Regions from separate parts of the Mus musculus genome. Here region 1 is linked to region 2. A link is a contact called in public Hi-C data. All regions are on one chromosome and are shown on one strand. Each heading gives the region's core, a stretch centred on a gene start, on an enhancer-like site or on the middle of the called end of the contact. The rest is flanking DNA. Distances are from core to core; before and after follow the strand shown.

Region 1 (6,532 bases), core at 2,581-5,080, 57 kb before region 2:
CAGCCTTGCTTTGCTTTTCAGGTGTGTGAGAAGACTTTAACTTGGATCTTCACGTTTGCTCAGCAAAAGTGCTTACCCATCAAGCCGATTCCCTGGCCCTTGAAGTCTTTCCCAAGCCTCAGGATGATACAGAGTCATTCATGGTCCTGTAAAGAACCCAAATAAAGGCATTGATTCACCAAGTAGACTTTGTGGAGCTGACACTTGGGTGTGTTGATGGTTCTCTGCCTGGGATGCACAGATGTTTGTCCAGGTCCCCCTAGGAAAAGTCACACGCTGTTGGAATTACATGATACGTATCTCAAACGATGTTTAAACACAAGCAGAATGTGGTGGCATTCACATATAATCCCAACACTCAGAAGACTGAGGCAGGAGAATTGCAAATTCCAGGCCAGCCTGGACTATAAAAGACCATGTCTCAAAACGAAACCCACGAATAAACAAGATGACTTGTAAAGTCATTTTCTCGGCAAGGTCAGCTCGTTCTGATGACCACCACATGATATGGGTTTCTTTATCTTTATACAGAGCTTATCTTCAGCAGAGAACATGTTTTCTGCCCCGGGATGTGAATGGTGTCTGGAGATAGCTTGGTTGTCTCCAGACAGTGGAGCCAGACGTGTTGCAGATCTGCCTGCAATGTATGGGAGCGAGTGTCCCTCACCCCAGATGCAACCAGGCCCCAGTGTCAACAGGCTGTGGTTCAGAGGCCCCATTCAAGATCAGTTCCAAATACCCTAATTTATTTTCTTTGGATGAACTCTTGACTTTGGTAGCTGGCTGAACTTTCTTTATATTTAAAGACACTTGTACTTTGGTTATATTTTTCACTGATTCCTTAGACTTTCTTAAGGTCATAGACAGTAGAATTGTTAGCTCCTTTTCTTCCTTTTTCTTCTTCTTCTTTTTTATTCTTTGTTTTGCTGAAGAAAGCGTTCAAAGCCCTGGAAATCCCTTTACTCACAACTGTGACCAACACTTCATCTTTCTTGGTGTATAACTTTAAAATCTTCCAACCTAAACCATGTTTTACCACAGGCTTTGTCCACTCCTTGATCTGTTTGTTACCCAGGAATGTGACTTTAATGTGGAACGAAAGGGCATCTTGTCAGTGTGTTCATGACTGCGGCATGTCTCCTGCCCTGTGGTCAGGGTGGCTGTGTGCAACTCTGGTTTTGGTTTTCCTTGGTTGACATTTTTGATGTGTGCTCAATTACTACCAGTGCGAGAGTTGCTCTCTTCCTAGTTCATATTTCGTAAACATTCGCTGATTCTACTCCAGTGACTGTTTGGATTTAGATTTTATGAAATGCCTGTGTAGTGATTGGAAAGAGAATGCCCACTGTAGGCTCAGATATTTATATGCTTCATCCCAGTTGGCGAACCATTTGAGAAGGATTAGGATGCGCAGCTATGCTGAAGTAGGCGTGGCCTTGTGGGAGAAAGTGCATCATTGGGGGTGGGCGCTGAGGTTTCCAACCCCTCTGCCTGCTGTCTGTGGATCAGGGTGTGAAACTCTCAGCTACTGCTCCAGTGTCCTGTCTGCCACATGCCACTTTGCTCCCTCGGTGACAATAATGAACAAAACCTCTGAAACTATAGACAAGCCCCAATGACATTCTTTCTAAGAGGTACCTTAGTCACAGTGTCTCTTCACAGCAATAAGAGTGAAGTAAGCAGAGACAGAGCTTAGCTTCCTGCTCATTGCCCTTTCTCCATCCATTTCTGCTCCTCCCCCTCCAGCAAGGTCCCATGCCAGCTGAGCTTAGACCCAGGAGATCCTTCTATTCTCAACATAGGTCAGCCTGGAGCAGAGGGCTAGGCTTAGAGATAACAATTTGGGCAGCCAGGCCAATGCACTTAGAAGATATGAGTCACGCACCATAGCTTTGCAGGAAGGTCAGCAGCACCTCTGGCTTCACCCACTGGAGACGACCAAGCTGTATCCAGACACGGCCCATATACCTGGGTAGAAAACCTGTTCTCTACTGAAGATAAGCTCAGAACTTGGGCAAAGATGAAGAAACCTATCCTATCCTATCCTGTCCTATAGTATAGGTGACTGGATCGTGTCAAGGAAGTGACTTTACAATCTATAGTGGTTAAGGTTCTAGGATAACAGTAGGGACAGAAGAATCACTGGGACTTGCTGGCTGCCAGCGCTGGGTGAAAAAACCCAGAGCTCTGAGTTCAAAGAGATCCTCTCAAGGGAACATGGTGGAGACTGATAAAGGGAGACACCTGACATTCTCCTCTGGCCTACACACACGTGTACTCGCGACATGTATATATATTCATGTACCAAACATACATGTAAGAAAACATACATGTAAGAAAAACAATCAGGAGAGGACTTCAGATTACGAGCTTTTAAGTTAGTAAATAGCAACAGGCACAAGGTAGAGAAGACAGAGCGGAAGGCACAGTGAGTGTGGCTGCCAGTCTTCTGCATCTAGGTTTCCTACCCGTGGGCATCTGCATGGATGAGCGCAGGGGCTCAGCTCGGTGTGTCCCCTTTCTGCCTCTTGCTCTGGGGACTCAGTCTGCCTTATGCCTGTCACTAGAGCACTTCTAGGACATAAACACCTCCCCCAATACCATGTCTACACCATTAATAACCCTAATACTAGGAGGTGCTCTCCATCTCCTCAAATAGGGTTTGTTTATTCTTTGGCACAAGTCCTAGTAGTAAATTGAGCACCCCAAGTGGCTCACCTGCTTGCCCAAAGTGACCCCATTGGTCAGTGGCTGTCATTTCCACCTGGGTGCCTTGTTCAATACAACTTCTAATGCCCTTCATTTTCCCCACTGACCCAGCCTGGCCCTGTGGATGGAGCATGCACACGGGCAGATCTGTACGGCAGAAAGCCCTTCTAAGACTTCCGGCAAGCTCTACACTCAACACAGGAGCCAAGCCATGAAGACAGTGAAGATTTATGGGGGATCCTAAGGCCATGTGAACTTATCTTTTTGGCTGGACTCTACATTCCTGGTCATCCCCTGTGGCTCCGTGGGAGCACCTTCCTTTCTTGTCAGTATTTCACACCTCTCCCCTCTGCTCTGCTGGGGTTTGCTTTATAGAAAAATTGTATCATGATCATGACAGTGCTTCTGCAGGGTAAGCTGGTCCATGTGCCTCTGTGTCTGCGCTTTGATCCCCTAGGTCTGTGATTGGCTGGGGCTGAGGATGCTGGGGTGAAATGGGTAGAGTGGTCCTGATCTGGAGGGCTTCAGTCTAGTGGGAGAAGGGCTTCCAGACAGCCCAGTCTGGGCACTGTGGGTGATGAGGCTAGTGCCTGAGCTGTGTGCTGGGTGTGGAGTAGGGCCTTCTAGGCTGGGTGCTATAGGTTATGGGTGGCCTGCTGGGCTGGGCACTGCAGATGAAGGGTGATCAGCTGGGATGGTTGTTGTAGGTGCTGAGACAGCTTCCTAGTCTGGATGCTACAACTGTGGGTCTGTTCTCTTGCATGTTCTGGATGTGGTCCTACTATATCTTCAGCCTCTTAAGTACAATGGGACTAACTGGAACCACAGGACCCTTTTGCTGGGCACCTCCCACGCCAACCCCTGGTTCTGGCACCTATGAGACTGGCTGATCTTCTGGAGATTAGCAAGGGTGGGGTTCATGTGAGTGTGGACAGAGTCCCCCTGTGCTTTGCATCCCAGAGTGTGTAGACACACAGGGACCACATCCAAGAAGCCATACTTGCCAAGCCCTCGGGACCAGGGCTCCATGAGAACCGTTTTTATTGAGGATTGTGGTATGTAGTAGATTGAGAAATTGCCATAGTTGGAAAAACAAGTAGAAAACCTTCCAGAAAGTAAACCCCGAGGAAGGAAGTGCCAGGACAGGGAGTGCTGGACACGTGGGAGGCTCAAGCTCAGTTTCTAGGGGAGCGCTGGGCCATGCAGGTCCCAGTGCCTTCGGATTTGGCCTGGTGGCAGTTCTCGCTGTATTTAAGGTCTAAGATATTCTTTGATTAATTTCCGTGGACTTCACTAGAGTTACAACAGCAAGTCCCTGAGCACTAATTAAGGAAGAGAGGCGGACAGTGACTCATGCTGGAAAGAACCCTCTCCCAGCCCTAACAAAGTGTCTCAGGTCCTCACAGTGGGAACGGCCTCTGATCAAGGCAGCTCTGGATTTAGGTCAGCAAGATAATGGTCAGAGATCTTACTAGCCCCCCACCCCCACCCCCTGTGTGTGTGTGTGTGTGTGTGTGTGTGTGTGTGTGTGTGTATGTGTGTCTTACGTATTGTGTGAGTCTGTCTTTGTGTCTCCTCTCTATCTGCTTATGTGTGTGTGTCTGTTTCTGTATGTCCTTCTGTTCGTCTCTCTCTGTGTTTCTGTTTCTCACTGTGTGTATGTACATATCTGTGGATCTGTGTCGGTGTGCCCCCTCCCCCCGTGCCTGTTGGTCTCTATCTTGCTGTGTCTCTGTGTCTGTCTGTCTGTCTGCCTGCCTATTCCCCCCCCCACCTGTCTCTGTATTCACTTACAGGCTCCAGGCTCCAATTGTGTGTCCCCCAGAAGAGCTGACAGGGGCACCTGGCATGGCTTCTTACACAGTTCTCCTGCTGGAGACCAACAGAACCTTCTGGTGCTTGAACTCAGGGCCTCACACACGCAAGGCAGGCTCCCACCGAGCTGTGACTCAGCTGTTCCAGATCACAAGTCCATGACCAGGGATCTGCCACCACCTAGGTTGGAAGTCACAGCATCCATCTGGCCCCAACCACGAAGGGCCATTTTGGCTGACCAAACCTTTTCTTGAAAGCTTGGGTGGTAAGAAGGAGAGCAGAGGTCGTTGCTTCAGTCACATGCTGGGGAAGGTTGACAAGGCACAAGTAATTCTTATCCAACATAGAAGCAGAGTGTGCCAAAAATGAGAGCAAATTCAAGGGTGTATTTTCTCTCCAAGTGAGAAGTAGCTTGGAGCCTTTCCTGCCATGTGACTAGATTCTGGCTATGGATCTGACCTGGGAGGCCACAGAGGACCCACAGCTTGGGATTCCTTTAGGAGCCAAGACTGAGCAGCAAGTGTGGACATTATTCCCAGTAGAACTTGGTCTTGGGCAGACAAGGAGCTGAGTCTGCTGGTACAGTGTGTTGCTGTGCATCAGAACTAGAGCCCTGTCATCTGGGTGACGTCCAGAGTATGACATTCTCACAGGCTGTCTGCCTTCGGCCTCCATTCCTGTAAACACTTTGCCTATAGATAAGAACCAGCTTGCTGTTTAGCCGAAGGGAATAAATCTTCTTTAGACCAGGAAGGGACCCCATGGTTGAATCTTGACAGCTGGGCAAAGTACAAGTGCAGAGAATGTTGCTGTGAGCAGGGACAGCCAATGAAAGCACCAGGCCACACAGGGCTAACAACTCAGCCAGGGACAGAGATGGGCCTATCTGCCAAGCAGCGTGCTGGAGACCAGAGACTCAGGAGGGAACGCATATGTGGTCAGGTCCCCACGGGGTGAGAGTTGACAGACAAGCAGGGCAGAAAAGCACACAGACTACGTCCCCTTGTTCTCTTGGGTCTCACAAAGGGCAGTGGTGGAGAAGCTTTGCCAGCAAGCACAGGAACTTTGGGAGAAGATTTGAGAAGATGTTTAAATTGTAAGGCCTTCTATTGATCATATAGCAGTCATAATCCCAGATCACCCAACACTGAAGCTGCCTTTGAGCCCCAGCTTCCCCATGGGAGTCACTCTCCTTTATTTAGTTTTAGTTAATGTGTATAGGTGTTCACATGCGTTTGTATATGCACCATGTGCATGGAGTGCCCACAGAAGCTAGGAGAGGGCATCAGATTGCCCTGAAACTGGAGTGACAGGCAGTTGTGAACCTCCATTGGACCAGCCAGTGTTCTTGACCACTGAGCAATCTCTAGCCCCTTCACTGTCTCTTCTACATCATGGCAATGGCAACGCAGAGACAGTTTCTCACAGCTGACAGCACTCCCTTTATGAATTGTATCTTCACACAGCATTGCTTGTTTTAATTAAGAATTTTAATAATTGTATATTCACAGGCAGTTGTAAAAAAAATAGTGCCCAGAGGTCCCATGTGACTTCTACCCAATGTCAAATAATGGCAACATCTTGTATTGAGTAGGGACAGCAAATGGGACCTTTTGCAGTCAGAGAAGAGCATTCAACCATCCCTGCGTGACAGTTCAGATTTCCAGGTCTCTCTCATGCCCAGACCTTTGGCATTACCCTTCAGGGGTCCCTTCCCCGTCTTTCCCTGCTCCCTGAAACGGCTACTCTGTTCCCTGGGTCTACGGTTTATATGCTTTATAATCCTGACTGTCCAGATGCAGTCTTTTGGAGTTCACTGTTCTACACACTGTAATTTTCTGGAGACTCATCCCAGCTGCCCGCAGTCGTTCCTTTCAATGATGGAGGCAGATTTGGTTCCGTGAATGTACCTCAGCTTATGTCACAATTTGTCTTGAATATAGGACATCACTGAAGACATCTGTGAGCAGGAGTTTCTAGAATCCATGTCCAGGAGCAAACTTGTAGG
Region 2 (6,835 bases), core at 4,261-6,760:
AATAAACACTCAATTAAGGCGTAGTTTAACGTAACCAAATCACATAGGAAGGCTTGCTACAGAACAGGGTCACACACAGAATGTGTTCTGAAGACAAAGTTCATGATCTGCAATCTCATCCCATATCTCTGTCTCTGCCTCTCTCTGTCTCTCTGTCTCTCTCACACACATACACACACGAACTCTGAAACTTCAATATTTATATTACTCTAAATCATCCTTTAGAGTTGTGTGTAACTTTGACGAAAGCCAATATAGTATCAACATCCTCAAAAGCAGACGCATGCCCCTTTCAGACAAGAATGTCTGCAAATCCATTTGCGATGTTCTTTCTCTATTAGTCTAGAAGTCAACTCCTTTTGGAATTAATGCCCACTGTCTGGAACACCACTCTTTGCTTGGGAACTTCAAATTAATTATATCTATATTAAGACCTCACATTCTAAATAGAAGTACAAGAATACAAATGAGGAAAAATGTAGACTGTCATGTAGATTTTTTTTTTTAGTTTATTACTCAGATAAAACAGTAATAGTTCCTTCTGAAGTTGGCCCATTTAAAGACAGACTAATTCTTATAGAATATGTTTACTTTTATTTTTTTAAACTGGGAAGGTGTGGGGATGGGATTGGATAAGATCAAAGTATATGGTGTAAGAAAATGTCTTCATGAAACATTTTCCAATGTGTGAGAGATGATTATATGCCAATAAATAGTTTAAAATTTTTAACTTAGAGATCATGTTAATTTTTCAAGGAGATTCTGAGGCCTTACTCATTTCTCTTAAGGATGGCATCTTCCCAGACTCTAAAATGTCATAGCCCCTAGATTATCTTCAAGTGTTAGCATTTTATTCCTGCATGTGCATGTAGGGTATGTGCATGTGGTGTGTGTGTGTGTGTGTGTGTGTGTGTGTGTGTGCATGTGGGGTGTGTGTGTGTTCCATGCCTATCAGTTTAACCACATGTGTAGGCTCAGGTGACCAGGCACAATATCTTTTGCAACAGCTTCTGACTGTTTAGTTTCACCTTGGCTTTGGGAAACAGCCATCCATCTGTGTGTCTTAGATCCTGTTCCTTCTGTAATCAGGCTCCACTTCATGGCCACAGTAACTTACCCACCTCTTTGAATTTTACAGCCTCCTCCATGAACTCACTGCTGGTAGAGAGCTTTGCGGTCCCTTTGCTTTCTGTAGCACACTCTGCCTTCCCAAGAAAAGACGCAGGCACACACCGACTTTCACAAGGCTCTCAAAGACACCAGGGAGAATGGAGGGATGCAGACACTGACCTGAAAAGTGCCCCACAAGTGCAGCCTTTAAACTTGGCTTATTTTAAGTCTGTATTTAAACTCCAGTTATGAGTTATAGCACCCTGTGCACAAAACGTGGACCTCATGATTTCTTTGCCAGGCAAAATTAGCCCTGCATCTGTGCCTTCTCCTCAGGACACAGTGAGTGAGGCCGGTGGAAACTCATTGGAAACTCAATGCTTCCAAGCTTACAACCTGCTTGAAAGAGAGGCATTTTCAGACAACCTCAGTAAAGGACGCTTCAAATGACTTCAGAAAGCCACTCTAGCCTCTCCAGTCGCCACACAAGCCAGATGGGAGGCAGGAAAACATCGCTGATTTTTAGGAGGGTGGCTCCCACCGACAACTGTAGGGAGTTCCGTAAGACCATCTCATTTGTACCTCACATAGCGCAACTGTTCAGTTTGATCTTCTCAACAAACAAAAGCTCCGCCGGGATTGTGCTTTTCAGTTCCTCCCTGAGCAAGTTTTATTTTGAGACTAGCTAACACCCCGGATGCAGCAAACACCTCCATGATGCAAGCTTCCAGGGGAGAGGAGAGGCTGACATGGGTTGAAAGGTGAGGGAGACACATACTCTGTCCACAGGAACCAAACGTGCTCAGAAGGAAAGGAAAAAGGAAAGGAAAGGAAAAAGGAAAGGAAAGGAAAGGAAAGGAAAGGAAAGGAAAGGAAAGGAAAGGAAAGGAAAGGAAAAAGGAAAGGAAAGGAAAAAGGAAAGGAAAGGAAAGGAAAGGAAAGGAAAAAGGAAAGGAAAGGAAAAAGGAAAGGAAAGGAAAGGAAAGGAAAGGAAAGGAAAGGAAAGGAAAGGAAAGGAAAGGAAAGGAAAGGAAAGGAAAGGAAAGTCCGGTCGTTGGAGATTAAAACCTGTTGAAAAGCCTTGCAGAGTCAGCAGAACGAGAGACGAGGCTGCCTTAAACCATGACCAAGACGGCAGAATAAATAGTGGATGAGAAATGACTGCCTTTCTCTGTTCCGGACCAGGTGACAGCGACCCTGCTCAGAGGGCTCCTACGTCTCACAAACACACTGGACCCCTTCTGAGGCTTCTTTCAGTTATTTGAGTCCTGCTGACTGGGAAGACCCCTGATACTTAGTCTAATTGAGTTTTAGAACACCCAGCCAAGGAAGAACTTTACTATAAGCTGGACTTCATGGGCCAGGCCCTGTTTCTCTCCACCGTCAAGGACGATTTAAGCTTTGTGTCGTTAGTAAAAATATGTCACAATAGACATTAAAAGTATATACAGTTCATGAAATGTCTAGGTTCCTTTCCCTCCAGGGCTGTAATTAATGTTCCTTGGAAATGTTACAGAGAAATAACCAATTACAATTAGCAACATTTCTAGAAGATTAAAGTAATTACAATTGCATTTATGCTCCTTAAGAAGGATGGGTTAAGAATAAGAACATAAAGGTGCTAGTTAGCACAACCCAAACAAATCAGACCAAGGCAGGTCCAACATCAGTGAGTGCATCAAACAGGGACACATTGCCTTGGAAAGAGTCCTCTGTGTGGCCAGACACCAGCTAAGCCCACTAGCCTTTGTATTTGATTATTTGAAAGTAAACAGGCCTGCATCTTGCTTTCCAACCCAATGTGTTATCTGATAGTTTAATGCCTTTTTGTCCAAATAAGCTCTTAACATTTTTCATTTGTTTATTACAGATATTGCATTTTTGGATTTTAAAACATATTTGATTGCAAACTGTGATTGAATCAAAGTTGTTGAAGAGAGCAATTATCTTAAAATGAATTTTAAATGCCCCCACTAAATTCTTGCATCAGGGTAGGATCTCCTAGTGTTGGCTTTCAATAATTTTCGGAAGGACTATCTTAACGATAGTTCTGTTGACATTTCCCTTAAACAAATTCTATGTGTGTGTATAAAAAAGATGGTGCATTTCATCTGTCTCGGCTCCCTCAGACGTGTTGTAAACCATGGCGGTAAGAGGGGTGAGTGGAACTTAACTAATGGACACTCATAATTTAGGCAGCAAAAAAACAGAATTAATGTATTATCCCTCTGAAGCTTCGAGTACTTTGCCAACCCAAACTTTCTTTCCTAGAGAAATACGTGATTGAGACAATTCCCATCTGTTTTTGACAAACACAGGGGAAGATTCCCACAAGTGACTCTGTTAAAAGCTCTTCTTAAAAACTATAAAATAGTCGTATCCCAGAGGTTATTTCATGAAAACATTTTTTTGATGATAGAAATAAAGGATTTTAAAAAAAAGAAAGAAAGAGGGTAAGAAAGGAAAGGAAGAAAGAAAACAAACCCACTGTATGAGACCAACATTTTGTGGCCACAGCAGCAACTTTCAAGATATTATAAAATTATAAAAGTGTAAATAGATGTTTGGGACAATGGATAATCATGTTAATCTTGATTAATCCAAATTCTTTCTGTGTTAAGCGGAGACTTTCATTTAAAAAAAAACACACAAGATGCATGAAAAACGAAGGAAAATTAAGTGGGAAGAATTTTCTATACCACGCTCCCCTCGAAGATCTAAGCAAGGCCTCAGGGAAGCAGAGCCTGCAGGATACTGCCCCTGGGGCTGCCTGGGGATTTGGGATGTGTCTGCTAAGCAGCGGGTGCAGGACATGATAAACGCTCTCTGAAACACCAATCCGGTGCTCAGCTGTGCTGAGCTGCCTTCTTCCCAGGCAAGGCCCTGCTCACACTGCTTCTTCATCCACACCCACCGCACACTCAGACCTGTTACCCAGCCTGAATCCCTTGCCTCTGTGTCTTTCCAAGTTCAAGGATGGTGGTACTTAAGCACACAACTCTAAATACGATCCACCTGCTTGCAGGCAGCCAGAGACTCCAAGCCGCTACATCCACCCAGGCCTGGGCGCTTGAGGGTTCCATACTTTTGGGGCGACAAGGGTCTACTGCATTCTTGGCGCCCAGAGATTTGCTCCTCTGTGAACCTGGAGCCCCAGCGCTGAACAGAAACCTCTCTGCCGCGCCAGGGGCCAGCATCATCTTACGTACTGAGCCGGCTAGGGCTTGAACGCCCTAGCATCCAAGGCGCGGGCCGGAACTGCGGATCAGAAAGAGCGGATTGTCTGTACCACGCGTGGGCTCCTCAGCTCCATAGAATGAGCGCGAGGCAACAGGTCGGCCACAACCCAGCGGGCATCGCATCTCCTGGCCTCCGCTGGCCTAAGGAAGACGTTTTGACAACCGCTCCCCACAGAGTCACCCACAGATACCCATCCACCAAAAATGAAAAGTGACCATTTGTCCAATAAGTGTATTTGGACCCTGATGGGGAACCACAGGCGGGTGGATTCCGAACGGATACCCTTGGCAAAAGACCTTGGGCGTGCCCCCGGGGTAGGAGAGTTTTCTCAGGTCGCGCCAACCCTTGCAGGGTGAGGAAGCTCACCCCATCCCTGTGCGGTTGCCTGAGGTACCTTCACGAGGAGAGATACACTGGCCCGTCCGCCCACCCACCCGTGCGTCGTGGATGCCCACCACACGCAGCACCTACCCTGGCTTGCGGCTCCGGAGGTGGATGGCACGGCGCGGCGCTAGTGGGAGGCGGACATGGACCACGCGCCCTCCATGCGCCACACGGAGAAGGCGTAGCTGAGACGCTCGTGAGCCACGTAGCTGCAGCTGGTCATCTTATTGTCCATCTCGTCGCTCTGGAGAACCTGGTAGAGGAAGTCTATGTACCTGGCGGCCAGCTTGAGCGTCTGGATCTTGCTGAGCTTGTCAGAGGGGAGCGTGGGGATGATCTTGCGCAGCGCGGCGAAGGCCTCGTTGAGCGACTGGGTGCGCTGGCGCTCGCGCACGTTGGCCAGGATGCGCTGGCTCTGCAGCTCCTCGAAAGACTGCGCGCTCGGGCTGCCCTTCTTGCCGCGCTTACCCGGGGTCGGGCTGCCATCTTCGCTCGATTTCTTGCTGTAGCGCCGCTTCCGGCCGAAGCGCTTGGGCTGCCTCTCCAGCTCTTCCTCACTGGTGCCCAGACTGTCCACGGGGGACACCGGCGAGCTGGAGCCCTCCTCCATGGCGCCCGCCCGGCGCGCGTGGGGCTGGGGGGCGCCGAGCGCACGCCACTGGCCAAGCCCGCGGCCGCCGAGCACAGGCTCCCGGGTCGCTCTCAAAGGCTCTGATTTCGAGGCCGGCTTGTGCAAAACCGAGGTCTCCGGGAGAGGAAGTTATTCTAACTTTTTTGGAAACTCTATCCCGGCTGGGTTGCTAAATAGCTGTCAGGAGCGAGGGCGGCGCGCTGATTGGCCACCGTGGCCAGGGGCAGGACAAATTCTGGGGCCTTCGCCGGCCGCCCCCGCCCCCCCCCCCCCCCCCGGGCGGCACTTTCAGTTTTGTCTCCGCTTTTTTCGGCCCTGACTGTGGCCCGCATCTCGGAGGCCAGATCCGCGCGCTCAGCCTGCGCTCCTACCCCAGGCGCGGGCCGCTAATCAGCGGTGCTGACCTCTAAGTTCAACGGTGCCTGCCTTTGTCTGAGTCTCCTGGAGCAGATTTGGCCCTGCCAGGGTTCAGGGTCTCTGCGAGGGGTGGAGGAGGCAAGTCCAAGCCCAGATGTGCTCCGTGGACCAAGGACGCAGCTGGGAGCCTCTTGGGGCGCGCACTGAGACCTCCGGCGTCTGCAACGCGATCCTGCCCGCAGTGAGTGGAGCTGTGCAGGCAGAGTGCCACGACCCGGGGCAGGGCAGATACTCGCCTGTTGGCAGAGATGTCCACCCCCACGATCTCGCCTCTAGGATCTATAGAGACGCCGCCCGGCTCGGGCCAGTATGCAAGTTGGAGATCCTTTTTCAATCCCGATTTTCTGGGCTACTTCAGCCTGGACACGTTTTCAGAACCTGCCCCCTAAATGCTTTATAGCTTAGGCATCACAGCGAGCCTCTGCGGGAGCGCCCATGTGCCCGCCATGCCTGCCTACCTGACCTTGCCCTGAGTGTTGGATCCCGGTTTGGGGTTCAGCCTCAGCCTCTGTACTGTGCTTCACTTGCAGGCGGGTGGTGGGCCCAGAACACTGAGACTAGGGAGAGGCTGAACCTGTCTGAAGTCCCCTGCCCTGGGCACTGATGGGCAGGGCAGGAGGGCTCAGGATTGCAGAACATTGGGCCAGGCCTTGGTGAACAGACATCACGGATCCCGGCCCTTTGCCATCTGGACTCTGAGCGCCGAGCGCCAGCCAGCGCGTTTGAAGTGCTTGGGGTCTCTTTGTTCGCCAGGCCGCTCTAGCTGGGGCCTGGAGGTGGTTTACAGCTTCCTTGCCTTTGAACCTATTCCCAGGTGACCCGGGCTCAACTAGGCCAGGCTTGAGCATGGCTGTCAGAGAAGCCCTGTGATCAAGGGCTAACTAGGTCTTATTGAAGTTGAACCTGAGGCCAGAGACTGCTACAGCCTCAGCCACTCCTGGGGGCAGTGGGGAGGGCCCCCGATGTGGGGCCCTCGGGTTGAGACCACTGTCTAAGGAGCTGGAAGAGCTGTGTATGCCACTTCTTGCCCCCTCACCAAAGGCCTGGGCTCTC

Evidence for each region. A called contact is a pair of places that touch in the nucleus more often than the background predicts.
Region 1: a contact with region 2 is called in a Hi-C map of uterus, with 2.1 times the contacts expected there. The contact joins the enhancer-like site here to the promoter of Twist2 in region 2. A contact is called at or near these places in 5 of 39 promoter capture datasets (the 3T3-L1 cell line, 3T3-L1-derived adipocytes, the SN4741 cell line and 1 more), 1 of 15 datasets of contacts at CTCF or cohesin (the NIH/3T3 cell line), 10 of 484 Hi-C or Micro-C datasets (the 3T3-L1 cell line, 3T3-L1-derived adipocytes, adipose-derived mesenchymal stem cells and 3 more), 5 of 115 datasets of contacts at active chromatin or transcription factors (double positive thymocytes, embryonic fibroblasts, embryonic forebrain and 2 more) and 1 of 9 other capture datasets (adipose tissue).

The regions. Positions count from the first base shown.
Region 1 is chr1:91,855,794-91,862,325 of GRCm38.p6, reverse strand. No RefSeq gene overlaps it. Among named protein-coding and RNA genes, the nearest start is that of Gm46242, 21 kb to the left of the region's middle. Within about 2 kb of position 3,830, at least 58 of the 459 cell types and tissues checked have an H3K27ac peak or open chromatin away from gene starts, as enhancers often do. A contact at or near this core is called in 3T3-L1-derived adipocytes, adipose tissue, adipose-derived mesenchymal stem cells and 4 more, where this site is marked.
Region 2 is chr1:91,800,136-91,806,970 of GRCm38.p6, reverse strand. Twist2 (twist basic helix-loop-helix transcription factor 2) reads right to left here and starts at 5,510. Exons shown (of 2, transcript NM_007855.3): 1 at 4,822-5,510. The coding sequence starts at 5,344. The coding sequence ends at 4,862.